Regions from separate parts of the Oncorhynchus mykiss genome. Here region 2 is linked to region 1. A link is a contact called in public Hi-C data. All regions are on one chromosome and are shown on one strand. The core of a region is the stretch at or near the end of the contact, and the rest is flanking DNA. Distances in the headings are between cores, read along the strand shown. Region 1 holds the start of impact (impact RWD domain protein). Region 2 holds the start of fam20b (glycosaminoglycan xylosylkinase).

Evidence for each region. A called contact is a pair of places that touch in the nucleus more often than the background predicts.
Region 2: a Hi-C map of liver shows a contact between it and region 1, with 9 times the contacts expected there. A contact is called at or near these places in 2 of 3 Hi-C or Micro-C datasets (blood and liver).

What each region holds. Positions count from the first base shown.
Region 1 is chr5:71,103,350-71,111,021 of USDA_OmykA_1.1, reverse strand. impact (impact RWD domain protein) reads right to left here and starts at 3,843. Exons shown (of 11, transcript NM_001160535.2): 1 at 3,694-3,843; 2 at 3,353-3,481; 3 at 3,211-3,263; 4 at 3,017-3,079; 5 at 2,702-2,787. The coding sequence starts at 3,738. It overlaps LOC110524470 (probable phospholipid-transporting ATPase IF), which reads left to right and starts at 4,822. Exons shown (of 30, transcript XM_036978280.1): 1 at 4,822-5,230. The coding sequence starts at 5,204.
Region 2 is chr5:71,690,888-71,698,559 of USDA_OmykA_1.1, reverse strand. fam20b (glycosaminoglycan xylosylkinase) reads right to left here and starts at 2,668. Exons shown (of 9, transcript XM_021604208.2): 1 at 2,522-2,668; 2 at 400-729; 3 at 59-306. The coding sequence starts at 528.

The sequences.
Region 1 (7,672 bases), core at 2,594-5,093:
TTATGATGCTATAATGATTATGGAGTCCATGAACATCTACAGTGGGGTCTGAAATGAATGACACCCTTGATAAAGATGAGCAAATATGACTAACAATCATTCAAATACTGAGCTATACTGTATGCTCAACAAATTGGGGAAATTATATTTTTTTATACCAATACAATTGCTGAGAGAAAGTGATTTTGTTTTACAATTAATATATTTTTTTTCTCAAAAAGGTAGGGGTCAAAATTACTGACATCCTTGTTTTTAATACCTTACATTGAGAGGAAAATGGCACTGATCCTTTTTCTAAAATGTTTAATGAGTTGGATAACACATTGGGAGGGATCTTAGACCATTCAATCCATACAAAATCCTTCCAGATCCTTGATATTCCACGTCTGCGGTTATGGAATGCCCTCTTCAATTCAAACCGCAGGTTTTCAATGGGTTTCACATGCTTTCTAAACAACAGATGTAGACTAACGACTGGTTACTTACGGGTCAGTTTCCAACAATGCAGAGTTAAAGATAAACATAAAAAAATAGAAATAGTGACACAAGGAATAAATACACAGTGAATAATGAAAAAAAAACAGAGTAAAAATAACATGGTACTGGTACTTCCAGTATATAGCCAAGTCGATGTGCAGAGGTAAACGTTTATTGAGGTAGCTATGTACTATATATATATATAGGTAGGGGTAAAGTGACTAGATAGGATAGATAATAGACGGTAGAAGCAGCGTATGTGGTGAGTGTGAAAGTGTGTGTGTGTGTGTTGGGGTGTAAGTATGTGTGAGCGTGCGGTCAGATCCCAAGCAGTTGCCATACCAAACAGTGATGCAGCCAGTCAAGATGCTCTCGATGGTGCAGCTGTCTAACTTTTTGAGGATCATTCATGTAGAAAATATGAAATATTAAGAAAATCCCTGGAATGGGTAGGTGTGTCCAAACCTTTGACTAATACTGTATATATTACTTTACACATATTTAACCCCTTTTTTTGGGTAGGCACAATCATGTTTTAAAACGGTACCGGTTACCTTCAGATTAGTCCCCATTTCATTGTGGATTAATATGTGTTTGTGGTTATTGTTTTACTGGAAGATCCACTTGCGGCCAAGTTTCAGCCCCTGGCAGAGGCAACCAGGTTTATCGCTAAAATGTCCAGATACTAGGTAAAGTTCATGTTGCCATTGACCTTAACAAGGGCCTCAGGACCAGTGGAAGCAAAATAATGCCATAACATCAAAGATCCTCCATCATATCATTTACAGTAAGGGGTTCTTTTCTGCTTATGCATTGTCATTTCAACACCAAACCCACCGCTGGTGTGTTGGCCAAAGAGCTCAACTTTCATGTCATCTGACCAAAGTACCAGTTCCAATTCTTGTGCCAATGCCGTTTAGCAAACTCCAGACATTTACATATGTTAGATGAAATAATAATGTAGGTTTTTGGCCACGCACACCAGTGGTGGGATTGGCATTGAAATGAGAATGCATGAACAGAAATGAACCCCATACCTACTGTAAAATATGCTGGTGGACACAATGTAGCTCAGTATTTGAATGATTTATTTTAAGCAGTCATTTTTGCTCATCTTTATCAAGGGTGTCAATAATTTCAGACCCCACTGTAAAGGCCTTTTCATCAAATAATCCCAAATCACTTCTCTGACAGTTTCTAGATAAGGATGCTTCCACAAGTAAAATGATTGCATTTAGAATAGTAGGAGTTCATTAAAAAGGGGGAAAACTTTGCAATGAGAATACATTTAAATGAAGGTTCGGAGGGCATTAACATCAACCATTTCCCAAATCAGTTGCTCGTTATGGAAGAGGACATAAGCTGCAATTTGAATACAAAATACAATTTTCAACTTGCCTTTTATACTTTTATGAATGTGCTCCAAACTGAATGATTTCCTCTAAAGCAAGAATGCTCTGTGATCTATACCCAGCATCTCATTTTCACAGCATACACATTCTCTGCTTTCTCCCATTTCAGTTGATCATAACAACTGTCCAGAGAGAAAGAACGTAATTACAATGATAGGACTGCATCCATATTGATGGATTCCATAGTTATTAATTGAAATAGTACTAAATTAAAGCACTGTGCTTAATTAGCTAACAAGTTGAACGGCTTTAGAAAACAGTGAAGAGTTAGAATAATATGGTATCCTGTTTTCCTTAGTGTTCAAAAAGGGGAATAAAAGGCATTAAAACTCATCCATTCATAGAAAACAATTTTCAAAGACAATACAACAAACAACCAAATGTACTTCTCTTTCCTCAGCCTCTTTTAAAAAATATTTGACAAAGGTTTCGTCACAGGCTCACAGCACTGAAAGCCATTACTCAGATACTGATCTTAAATTACAGAAACAGGAAAGAGGGCTTTTCAAATACCACCCACCAAGTCTTGTGTTCATCTTATCACAATGATGCATGGGAGCACATCGAAGACCTGAATGAAAGACCCCAAGAATTTTGACTGTCATCTCCAAGAAAGGAAAGAGATTGAAATCAAGCTTTCTCAATAGTTTTTCTGTCTGAGCTCATTGGCATTAATATATACCTTTATGAGGAAGGCAATGGGTGCACACTTTCATAATTGGATTTCTGGAGTTGGAAAAAATGATTTATTTACTGCCCTCTAGTGAAAAAATAAAGCATACTATCAATCAGACATGACATGCGATTCTCACCTGTGTCTGTGCTTTGGGATTTCTCCAGAAGGAACTCCCGGACCTTCTCCACCCAGAGGTAGAGGATGCTTTCCCCAGTGTTCGCCCTGTTAGGAAAGACACCACTGGTTAGTTTGATGTCAGTGGAGACATATCTACTCAGAGACTTGGGTGAGACAGGGTAATGGACTGTAATCAGCAATACCGCAAGCAAATTTGGCTTCACCATCAGGCAATCCATCTTTAGGTTAGCATTATGATGGAATCCCCTCCATGTTCAGGGATAACTATTCTGTGCTTCATGTACAGTAGTCAGTGATTATGAAATCCACTCACACATAGAGCTCCTCAAGGCTGCTGGACAGGGTCTTTCTATCAGGGCCTCGCAACCATGCTGCACTGCATGAGGAGAGAAGGCAGAATATGTCTCAAATGTTAGTCTTAATAATTAGCTTTTTTTTATGCCTGATACATGTTTATCAGAGGTAGTGTAAGTGTACTGTACTGTAAAACCCAACATGTAGACTTACTTTATTTGGTAGACAGGTGGTGCTGCACTCGGGTAATCATGTGGGAGAATGATCTAATTATGGAAATTAAACTCGAGAGTTATTGCTATCATACACTGCTCGGAAACTTTTTAAACACACAAAAATGTAATGAAACAATTACCTGTAAACATGCTTTCAGTTTTGGATAGTCTATATCATCCGTTATTTTGATGCAAAATATTCTTGCTGCTTCATCAATAACACACCATTCGTCACCGTATATGGAGGAAAGTGCCTCGACCTCTTCGATCTGATGAAGAAAATAGTGTAATATTGTGTTATAATAATAATAATGTAGTCATCTAAAAGCAAATGATCTATAAGCTTTCTCTCATGTCTGTTTTTATAGTTGAGTCAAATATATAAAAATATGAATCAAAGTACAAAATGGGTCATACTCTCCACTAATGTGAACTTCAGTCATGCCCAGCCCTGAGTTCTGTTCAACAGTAGGGTACTTACTTGAGATTGAAGATCCCCTGCATTCCCAACATCTATGTTTGCCATTAATTTATCCAAAGCAAGTAAGCAGACAAACACTTCAGTTCATACTTAGAAGTAGTAGTGTTACAGCAGTCTATTCGTACAGTATCAACACAAAATTAGCTCGATAAGAGGCTTGCTTGACATTCTGTATCACCAACTCAGCTGTTGCTCTGACAGGACAACGAACCACCTCCGGGTCAAGGTTTTCACGTACTACCAAAATAAGAGTCCTTATTTGAAACCAGATATATACATCATTGTTTGAAACACATGGTGCAATAAGTGGATTAATTAGCTAAACAAATATTATAGCAATCATCACTCATTTTAAATTCAAGAAATGTAAATCAATGTAAAATTCCATATCAATCACTTTCCCCCTACCGTTTCATCTTTTGAACAAGGACTTTTACAATGAAATGTATTCACCTTTTGACCCGGAAATGGTAGTTTAAATCATGAACGCTTGGTATGAATTACGAAAGGTCCTCTAGCTAGACGTTTTAAAACTTTGGGGAATTATCGCCACGTCTGCAACCCGTGGTCACAGTATATAGATCATATTAAAGTATTAATATAGGTTGTTCTAATTCCTAATTATATGGGCAACACACAATGATTTATATATACACACCTCACCACAGTTGGCAATATTAGGACTTTAGTTTTGTGCTTTCAAAATAAAAGCCCGCAGTAAAACGCTATGCGTATGATACGAATCAATATTTGTTTGCAATTTTGCATCGTGCTTGATTTTAAGTTTTTATTGTCACGTACACCGGATAGGTGCAGTGAAATGTATTATTTTACAGGGTCAGCCATAATGTGTGCATTATAGTCATAGTGCATTGTGATACAAAAATATAACTACATCTGGGGAAAATATAAACTCAAGAGTGGTCTTACTTTTTATAAGATAAATAATATTATTATTTGGAGCACATTGAGAAATGGTTGGAGTCTATGTATATGAATGTAATGAACATTAAAATATTTAAAATAGAAACATAGAAATCACTATTTGGAAGGATGCAGTTTGGAAATGTATTGACTAACTGTATTTATGTTGTATTGCGCAAATTTGGACTGTAGAAAATAATATAGATTGTGTGTTTGTCCCATTACAACTGGGACGATGTGGTGCCAATCGGTGCTGCTACGTCGACAGGAGAGCCACAGAGCTGAAAACCGATTGCTCGAGCTTCGCAGAGAGGGATGTAGCTGGGCAGGAAGCGCACAGTACAGGACACTCACTAGACATACTTCGTAGCTGTCAGAATATAGCTCAGTGTGTCAGTCACATCAGAGATATTACTTCACGTCATGGGAGAGATCATATTTGATCAAATAATCACACAGCCTGGATGTTTTGTGTAACGGACACAAGAAGACGTGCCTGTAAAAGGAATTATTTATGGTTTGGGAAGGTTTTATGGGAGTAGCTAGCTAGCAACTTTGCTGGCTCGTCGGAGGACATTTTGCAAGGATGCTACGGTGGATAAGGCAACAGCTGGTAAGTGAGCCTCTTTGCTAACTTGCTATATTTGCTAGTAAGTGTAACGTTACTTTGCTATTGAGAAAGACGTTGATGCACATAAAACAATATGATGTGGTTGTTTTTGAAGAGTTAAACATCCAACCAGAACTGGGTGCTAGTACCTAAGTTCGCTTAGTAGATAACGTTAGTTAGCAAGCTAGCTAGCTTGTTTGTTTACCAAACATTGGCGTGGCTAGCAGCGAACTAGTAGTAGGTACATGACGCCAGCCAGGCCCACTTATACATTCTACTCAAACTTATTTGGGCTGGCAAGTTTGTTCGTTGGTGTGCCTGATGATCTAGCTAGTAGTAGTAGTTAAGCTGTTTTGACAGTAATAGTTATGCTAAAAACTAACCAGCCAGCTGGTGTAGTTAACTATATATTTGGCATTGGACAGTTTAGCCACAGATATGTAACGAGTCGTTATCAATGGTTGCTACCAACTAACTAACTAACTAGGAAGACATTCATTTTAGCCGCTGCATTGAAAAGCCAGACATGCAGGTATATGTTTAGAACTAGCCCAGCATTGCCGTTGTATCACGTAGTTTGCCTAAATCTTAGCCTCAACGCCTAGCTACCTAATTGTCTACAGCAGCATTAGCTAACTAAATCAGATTCTAGAAGGCTACGGCTAGCTAGAACATCTACTATTTTCTCTCAATGAATCAGGGTGAAGATCCAATTCAAGATGAATTTAAATAAGTTCTAGAGATTAATTGAAATTTGTATTAATGTGTCACTAACCGAGTCTTCATTTAGCATTTTTCAGTTAATTCATTGAATTTCAATTAAACGTCCTGAATTGACCCTAAACTCAATTGTTAAATACATAGCTAGTGTACAGAAACAATCAAAACCAACTCTCCCCTTTTTGTCATGAATAATGAATGAATGCTTTTTTTAGTTGTGGTGCAGAACTAAAAAAACAGCCCGCTTGATGACCTAGCCCTAGTAGTTACTTATGGACTAACATATACTAACATACTGTCTGCCACCTGCAGTAAGTGGAATTCAGCCAACTGCTTAGCTTACAGTTCTTAATGAATACAGAATTTGAGAAGATTATAATGCAAGTGACTGCACAGTGACCTTGATCTCATGTGAATGTTTGCTTTCAGGAAAAACAAGCAGCTGAGGGAGTAGATATCTGAGTGATTTCATTGATATAAGTGTTTTCCAACTCCAGTCCTTTAGAACATCCAACAGTACACCTTTTTTTGTAGCCCTGGAACAACATTCCTCATTCAACTCATCAAGGGCTTGATGACTAGTTGAACCAAATGTGCTTGTCCAAGGTTACAGTAAAAATTTATACTATTGGGTTTACTCGAAGACCAGGGTTTGGAACCGCTGATTTAATACACCAAGGAACATTATTTTTCATAGAATGGGCTGAATGTTATCATAGAATGCTCAGGCTACACACAGTAACTGTCACCAACCAGCCTAATCCACTGTAAATCGGAATAATATGACATGAGGTAATATTCTTGCTAAATGGGAACATGGCAGGGAATGCCCAGCCTGAGCTGACCTTTTGGAGCTATATATTTGGATAGTATGGGGAGGGGGATGGCCAATCATATCCCAGCTGCTGTTACCTGCACCATACTCAATCCCAGTCCTCACTTCATTAGTTTCACACTGATGGGGTGCCACTCACAGCTGTGCCATCAGACTGAGCCCCAGGATGTGAAATACATTTTATTTTATCAGAAGGCTGTTTTTCATCATGAGAGCCATCTACAAGTTAGGGTATATTTATGAGTAATGGTAGTGCATAGAGCAACAGTAGCCATTTCAAGTTTTATATTTTCCAGGACCTAGAAACCTACATTATATGATGACGAACCTGGGGGTACAACTGTGTGAGGGATTTGTTTTTACTTGAGAAAATATTGATGTCATTGAGATTGTAACCTATGTCGGATTTGAAAGATTTTCAAATGCAGGAACCAATTATCTGCTTTGTTTTGGTGTCAACAGAAGTAAAACAGTCAGTAATGATGATAATGCTACCATAGGAGTGTCGGTTTACTGACTGCTCAACTCAGAGCATACTGAAATGGGCAAAGGAAACCATATCTTACAACACTGTGTGAAACAACCTGTGGTTTACATGCGTCTCAAGGCAGCCTTGAGCATTGCAGAGGGAGATAAAGTGTGCAATTTGGCATCCTATTAAGTTGCCATTAGTTTTTAATGAGCTTCTTCATGTTGTGGTTTGTTATTTTGAATTATTACAGCTCCTCATTCATTATCCCCTCCATGTAGCTGGGCTCTGGGTTTCCTTCATGCTGGTAGTTTCAGGCTTTGTTAGCGCATTAATTAACTTGATATTTCTTTCTAGGCATAGGAGGGTCATGTCAGACCAGGTGACAAAATACATTTCATCGAAGTTGTAGCTTGTCACA
Region 2 (7,672 bases), core at 1,419-3,918, 590 kb before region 1:
CTGTTCAGCAGCACAGAACCAAAGAATGGAGTGTGCATGTGTGTTTTCTCGCTCTCACCTCTTGGGTTTAAAGACCACTTTCTGCCCCCCGTCCAGTACTAGTAGAGCTTTGAGCTGGGTGCCCTTGTAGCCCACGTCTGCTCGCTCCACCCTGGCAGTGCCCAACGCGGTGAGGACGGCTGCCAGCTCGGGGGTCTCCTCAGGGTACACCTCCCTTGGGCCCACCCACTGGCCTGCCACCTCCCATGGAGACTGGAGAGTGTGTGTTAAACGGGCACCGCGGGAGAGAGACAGGCCTGCCTCCATCTGATAACACACATGGATAGAAACGTTCATTCATAGCCTACACGCAGGCACCAGCTACAATAAATACACACTGACACAAAAACACAACCCTACCTTGCGGAAGGCTCTGAGGTCTCGTCGGCTGGCTGCGGACCCCTCTCCTCCGTCCAGCAGAAAAAGTTTGGCAAGCCCCAACAGGAGTAGCACAGCAACCAGTACAACCACACGCTGCTTCAACTTCATCTCCTCTGCAACCTCAGACACCACCCCTGACCTGTGAGTCCCCCTCTTCACCACCTCACCCCTAGAGCATGGCACCTGCCCCCCCTCTAGTCGCTTCCCCCTCCCAGCTCCAACACACACCCTTCTGAAGGGCAGGTGTGGATCTCTGTCTCACCACAAGACCCACAGCTAGACCAGGCCCCTACTGTACCAGCAACCGGCCTGTTGGAGGTCAGAGAGGACATTAGTGATGAAAAACAATTAGATATAAAAACTTAAACTTGTTGACAGACAAACAGAAAAAGCAGGAGCCAAGATGCTGGACAGGCTGGTACATGATTGACAGGAGCATGATAAAAAACGAATGTATAATTACTGGGCTCAATTCGTAACATATTACAACTCTAATCTGTGTCATCAGAGCTGAGAGAGACACCCATAAGCAGCCAAACTTGACTGATTCCTGGATCCACACCTGGGGTTTTAAACAATCACTTTACTGACAACATAACACCCTGCCTAACCCACTGGCTGTTCTCCCACCAGTTACAGGATCAGTTACAGGATCCATCTAGCCTATCACTCCCTGTCTTTCAAAACAACATTTTATGTTTTGATATTGGATAACACCTTGCTTTGGGCTGTCAGACAGTGACCCTCGTCTGTCTGGCTCCACAGCTCCAAGCAAACTGGAATATTAGCCGGTCCTCTCCCCCAACAGAGGAGAGTTGAGTTGGGGTAAAAGAATAAGGACAGGACATGAAGGCTCCAAAGCAGGGCTCCTCTCATACAGACCCACGTCAGTTGAGATGGATGTATTGATCGGTTGGTAATGGTCAGGACAAAGATATTGATCAGATTGTCCATAGATGGAGGTTGTTGTGCTATTTGTGGCAGATAAGCAAACTGCCTGCAACATATCAAATGAGCCTGCATAACAATAGAGATACCTTTGAGATACCGTGAGCAACTTGTCCTTGCCAGAGTTATGTATTTATTCTAAATGTATGGCTCTGGTCCTTTCAAAAGAAAGGTTATTTAGGGAGCCCAAAATAGACATGAAACCGACTTGAGAATTAATTTAAAAAAATACACACTATACCAGAAAGTGTATGTACTGGGTAGTTAACTGAGGACAACCCGTGAATTAGCCGGCTAAGTTATACATATAAGCAACCCGTGTCTAGCAGTGCCGGTGGCCACGCAGGCAGGAATGACTCTAGTTGCATTCCACACAATCGGTAATTCATGGGACCAACTACATACACGTCCCACTACTGTGGAAACTCTACGCTAACAGTAGTTGGCCAGCTAGTTGTTTGAAAATCGCAAAGGCCCACACGGTTAGTTTGGCATTTAGCAAACGCTTCGTTGATTTTAGAATAAATCTGCATCGACAGCTGCTAACGCTACCGTATAGTCCGTTTTGCTTTCGTCCAGCAATGCAGTACTGGTTAGCTAGCCGGCTAGTTAGCTAGCCGGCTAATCGGGTGGTTAGCTAGCCGGCGAGTCGGGTGGTTAGCTAGCCGGCGAGTCGGGTGGTTAGCTAGCCGGCGAGTCGGGTGGTTAGCTATCCGGCGAGTCGGGTGGTTAGCTAGCCGGCGAGTCGGGTGGTTAGCTAGCCGGCGAGTCGGGTGGTTAGCTAGCCGGCGAGTCGGGTGGTTAGCTAGCCGGTTAGCTGGGCGATTAGCTAGCCAACTAGCAAAGAAACGGTTAGTTATCTAAGTTCGTTAGTTAGCTGCTACTTAGAAGTACAACCTGTCTAGTTAGTAGCTAACGTACTGATAGCTGACGAATTGCATCGATATTTTCCATATCAAAACTTGCGTTGAAAGCTGACAAGCGTGTGCTAACTAGCGAGCAAGCTAACAGACATTATCAAACATTCTATGAATGTGATTAAAAGGCTACTGATTACTTTAATGTTAGCTTGCCAACACCGTTGATTGCAAAGAAATAGCTAACGTTACCTCACAACAGCCATCGTATTAGCAAGTCTGATCAAATGGCTTACCTTTTCGATTACGGCTACTAGGTGTTAAACGAGATCAATGTGTTTTCAATGTTGTGTGTGAAATTGTGTATTATTCATCGATAGGCTGTCAAAAAAATCCGCGTTTCGTCAGCAACACTTAAACAGTTGTTCCGGGTCACGGAATTTTTCCAAATAAAAGTCCCCCACTTAATAGTGGAAAAATGAGACAACTATTGTAAAGTAGACTGTCTGTAGAGTGTGTATAATATGTATGGATTGAAGGTAGAAGCAGAAGTGTTTATTAGTTTACTCCAATTGGGGGATCCGTGGAAGGGTTTGCGGGGAATAATAATAAAGGTATATTCTTTTTAAAAAGTATGTATGTCTATATAGGTATGTGTATGTATATATATATATATATTTACCATATTTTTTTGGTAAATATATATATCCATACACACATGCATATATATATATATATATATATATATATATATATATATATATATATATATATATATGCATGCGTGTATGGATATATATATTTACCAAAAAAATATGGAGGATTGGAAATGATGCAGACAATTACATTGGAAGCAACATTCTTTCCGCAATATTAAGCTGATCCCCCCCCCCCTCCAAAAAAACAAAAACAAAAGAAAATAGTGGAAAAGTTTCAATAACTTGTATTTATTCATGATATATGACACATATGTCTAAACATAAACCAATGATTCATATTTAAGTTACATTTGCATAAAATGTGGGTTTTAAAACATGTCCCAAAGTCAGACAAATGTCCTCATTGCAAATCACTGTATACAGTAGAGGCTGCGGAGGGGAAGACAGCTCATAATAATGTCTGGAATGGAGCCAATTGAATGGCATAAAACCATGTGTTTGATCTATTTGATACCATTCCACTCCAGCCATTACCACGAACTCGTCCTCCCCAATTTAAGTGCCACCTACCTCCTGTGATGGAATACATATTGGCGTATAGAGCAAAAACTATTCTGGCTGGTGCAGTACAAGTATTGTAGGGAATACTTAGTAGGGTAATAGTAGAAAAGTGTCATTAACCTGTATTTAACAATGATTCGCATTTGTTTATATTTAAGTGACATTTGCATTAAATGTGGGTTTTAAAACATGTTCCAAGGTCAAATAAATGCCACCAATGCAATACACTAGCTATAGTATGAATTACATTTTGGCTTATAGAGAAAACTATTTTAGGTGCCGAAGTAAAATTGGGTTTGAGATTACTCACTAGGGTCTATAGAATATATATATATATATATATGTACACCTTCCAACAGGTCAACAACCCTAAGCACACAGCCAAGACAACGCAGGAATGGCTTCGGGACAAGTCTCAATGTCCTTGAGTGGCCCAGCCAGAGCCCGGACTTGAACCCGATCTAACATCTCTGGAGAGACCTAAAAAAAAACTGTGCAGCGATGCTCCCCATCCAAACTGACAGAGCTTGAGAGGATATGCAGAGAATGGGAGAATCCCCCCATATACAGATGTGCCAAGCTTGTAGCGTCATACCCAAGAAGCCTCAAGGCAGTAATCGATGGCAAAGGTGCTTCAACAAAGTACTTTGTAAAGGGTCTGAATACATATGTAAATGTCAATTCAGATTTTTTGTTATTTGCTAAAATGTCTTAAAACCTGTTTTTGCTTTGCCATTATGGGATATTGTGTGTAGATTGATGAGGGGGGAAAAAAATTGATCAATTTTAGAACAAGGCTGTAACGTAACAAAATGTGGAAAAAGTCTAGGGGTCTGAATACTTTCCAAATGCCCTGTATTGGCCTACAGTTTATTGAATTAGGACAATACAAAGGGTGGAGTAGAAAGTGTAGCTAGGCATTTAAACCTCAGTCCCCCATGTAATAATATAGATTCTACGGACCCTACTGGGTGTTCCCAACCCCACTTTTACCTCGGCACATAGAATAGTTCTCTCTATTAGTCAATATTCAAATTTATAGGCTGACAGTGTTGCATTGGAACAAATGGAATGGGTGGAGTAGAAAGTGTTGCTATGTATTCCATTTACAATGATTCACATTGTGGCCAATGGAATTGGAGTTAAAGGCCAGCAACACTCCATTATTCAGAGCCCCATGATATATATATATATATATATATATATATATATATATATATATATATATATATATATATATATATATATATATATAATTTCTACAGACCCTGCTGAGTTTTCCCTACAATACGTTTACTGCAGCACCCAGAATAGTTTTTGCTCTATAAACCAATATTCCATATACAATGATTCACACAGTTAATATAAGGATATCAGTTAATTGAAATAAATTCATTAGGCCCTAATCTATGGATTACAAATGACTGGGCAGGGGCATAGCCATAGGCCCTCCCACCTGGGTGCCAGGCCCACCCACTGGGGAGCCAGGCCCAGCCAATCAGAATGAGTTTTTCCCCACAAAAGGGATTGATTACAGACAGAAATACTCATCAGTTGTCTGGGTGGCTGGTCTCTGACGATGCCGCACTTTTAGTAGCCGCACGTGAAGGATGTGGAGGTCCTGGGCTGGTGTGGTAATACGTAGTCTGCGCTGTAAAACGCTTTTTGTGTGTATGGAACATTTATGGGATCTTTATTTTAGCTCATGAAATATGGGACCACCACTATGTGACCACCACTTTTTTTCAGTACAGATTCTACAGACCCTACTGCAGGGCTCTCCAACTCTGTTCCTGGAGAGCTACAGTTCTGTAGGTTTTTACTCCAACCCAAATCTAGCACACCTGATTCTAATAATTACCTGGTTCATAAACTGAATCAGTTTTGTTACAACTGGGGTTGGAGTGAAAACCTACAGAAGGGTAGCTTTCCAGGAACAGGGTTGGAGAGTCCTACTGAATATTCCCAATCCCACTTTTACATAGTATTTAAACCTTCAAACTGATGCAATGTGTGCTCCCTGTCTGGTCTTGGTCAGTACCCATGCTGTAGCATTCTGGATGTTTTGCAATTGACCAATGGCTTTCTTGGGTAGACCAGACAGGAGAGCATTACAGTAGTCAAGCCTGCTTGTTATAAAAGCATGGAGGACTATCTCTGTATCAGCCTGAGAGAGAAACGACCACACCGTGGGGATGTTCCTCAGGTGGTAAAAAGCAATTTGTCTCATTCATAATGTGAGATTTGAAATTGAGTTCAGAAACTTAAATAACACCTAGATTTTTTACCTGACATTTTATCGTTATAAAGATAATTCAAATGAATTAAAATGTTCGGCCAGATTCTCTCTCTGTGCTTTGGCTGCAACAATAAGTACCTTGGTTATGTCTTGATTTAGCTGGAGGAAGCTGTGAGCCATCCAAGTATTTACATCACTAATACAGTCTAATAATTTATTAGTGGAACTAAAATACTCGACACAGAAATGTAGTTATGTATCGTCTGTGTAGCAGTGAAAATCAATGCTGTGCTTTCTGATAACGCTGCCAAGGGGAACATACTGAACAGTACCGGAACCAAAATCAAATCTTGTGTAACGCTACATGTGATATGTATTTTCTGAGTTATGTTCAACAAGAGTGACAAAAACTCTCCACTGGTTAAATAGGTCCTAAACTAATTTAGAACTGGAGTGGAGAGGCCAATCCACCTCTCCAGTCTGTCCAGAAGGACATCAAGGTCAACAGTGTCGAACGCAGCACTTAAATCCAAGAGTACAAGAACAGAGAGCTGTTTGGCATCTGTGTTTGGCTCGAAGATCATTTACCACTTTAACTAAGGCTGTCTCTGTGCTGTGGTGGGCATAAAAACCAGTTTGGAATAAAAATGAAAAAAAATACAGTTGGCACTTAAAACAATAATTTAGCTGTTTGAAAACCAAATTCTCCAGAATTTTGGTTAAGAATGGGAGGTTGGCTGAAAATTGCAAAGAGCTTAAGAATCTAGATTACTTTTCTTGAGAAGGTGTTTCACCATAGCAGTTCTTAGTGCAATGGGGAAAGTGCCTGTGAATAGGGAGTGATTAACAATAACCTGCACTTCTTCAGATATGCAATTAAAAACTGTTTTGAAGGTGGTCGGGATAGGATCGAGAAGGCAGGTAGAAGGCTTCAGTTGGGGTATCACTTTCGTGAGCATGTCTGTGTCAACCAAGGAAAAGAAATCCATAGTGCCGTAGCGTGGTTGGCTAAGGCACATATCAACACTTCATCAAATCAAATCAAATTTTATTTGTCACACACACATGGTTAGCAGATGTTAATGCGAGTGTAGCGAAATGCTTGTGCTTCTAGTTCCAACAATGCAGTAATAACAAGTAATCTAACTAACAATTCCAAAACTACTGTCTTGTACACAGTGTAAGGGGATAAAGAATATGTACATAAGGATATATGAATGAGTGATGGTACAGAGCAGCATAGGCAAGATACAGTAGATGGTATCGAGTACAATATGTACAAATGAGATGAGTATGTAAACAAAGTGGCATAGTATAAAGTGGCTAGTGATACATGTATTACATAAGGATACCGTCGATGATATAGAGTACAGTATATACGTATGCATATGAGATGAATAATGTAGGGTAAGTAACATTTATATAAGGTAGCATTGTTTAAAGTGGCTAGTGATATATTTACATAATTTCCCATCAATTCCCATTATTAAAGTGGCTGGAGTTGAGTCAGTGTCAGTGTGTTGGCAGCAGCCACTCAGTGTTAGTGGTGGCTGTTTAACAGTCTGATGGCCTTGAGATAGAAGCTGTTTTTCAGTCTCTCGGTCCCAGCTTTGATGCACCTGTACTGACCTCGCCTTCTGGATGATAGCGGGGTGAACAGGCAGTGGCTCGGGTGGTTGATGTCCTTGATGATCTTTATGGCCTTCCTGTGACATCGGGTGGTGTAGGTGTCCTGGAGGGCAGGTAGTTTGCCCCCGGTGATGCGTTGTGCGGACCTCACTACCCTCTGGAGAGCCTTACGGTTGACGGCGGTGCAGTTGCCATACCAGGCGGTGATACAGCCCGCCAGGATGCTCTCGATTGTGCATCTGTAGAAGTTTGTGAGTGCTTTTGGTGACAAGCTGAATTTCTTCAGCCTCCTGAGGTTGAAGAGGCGCTGCTGCGCCTTCTTCACAATGCTTTCTGTGTGAGTGGACCAATTCAGTTTG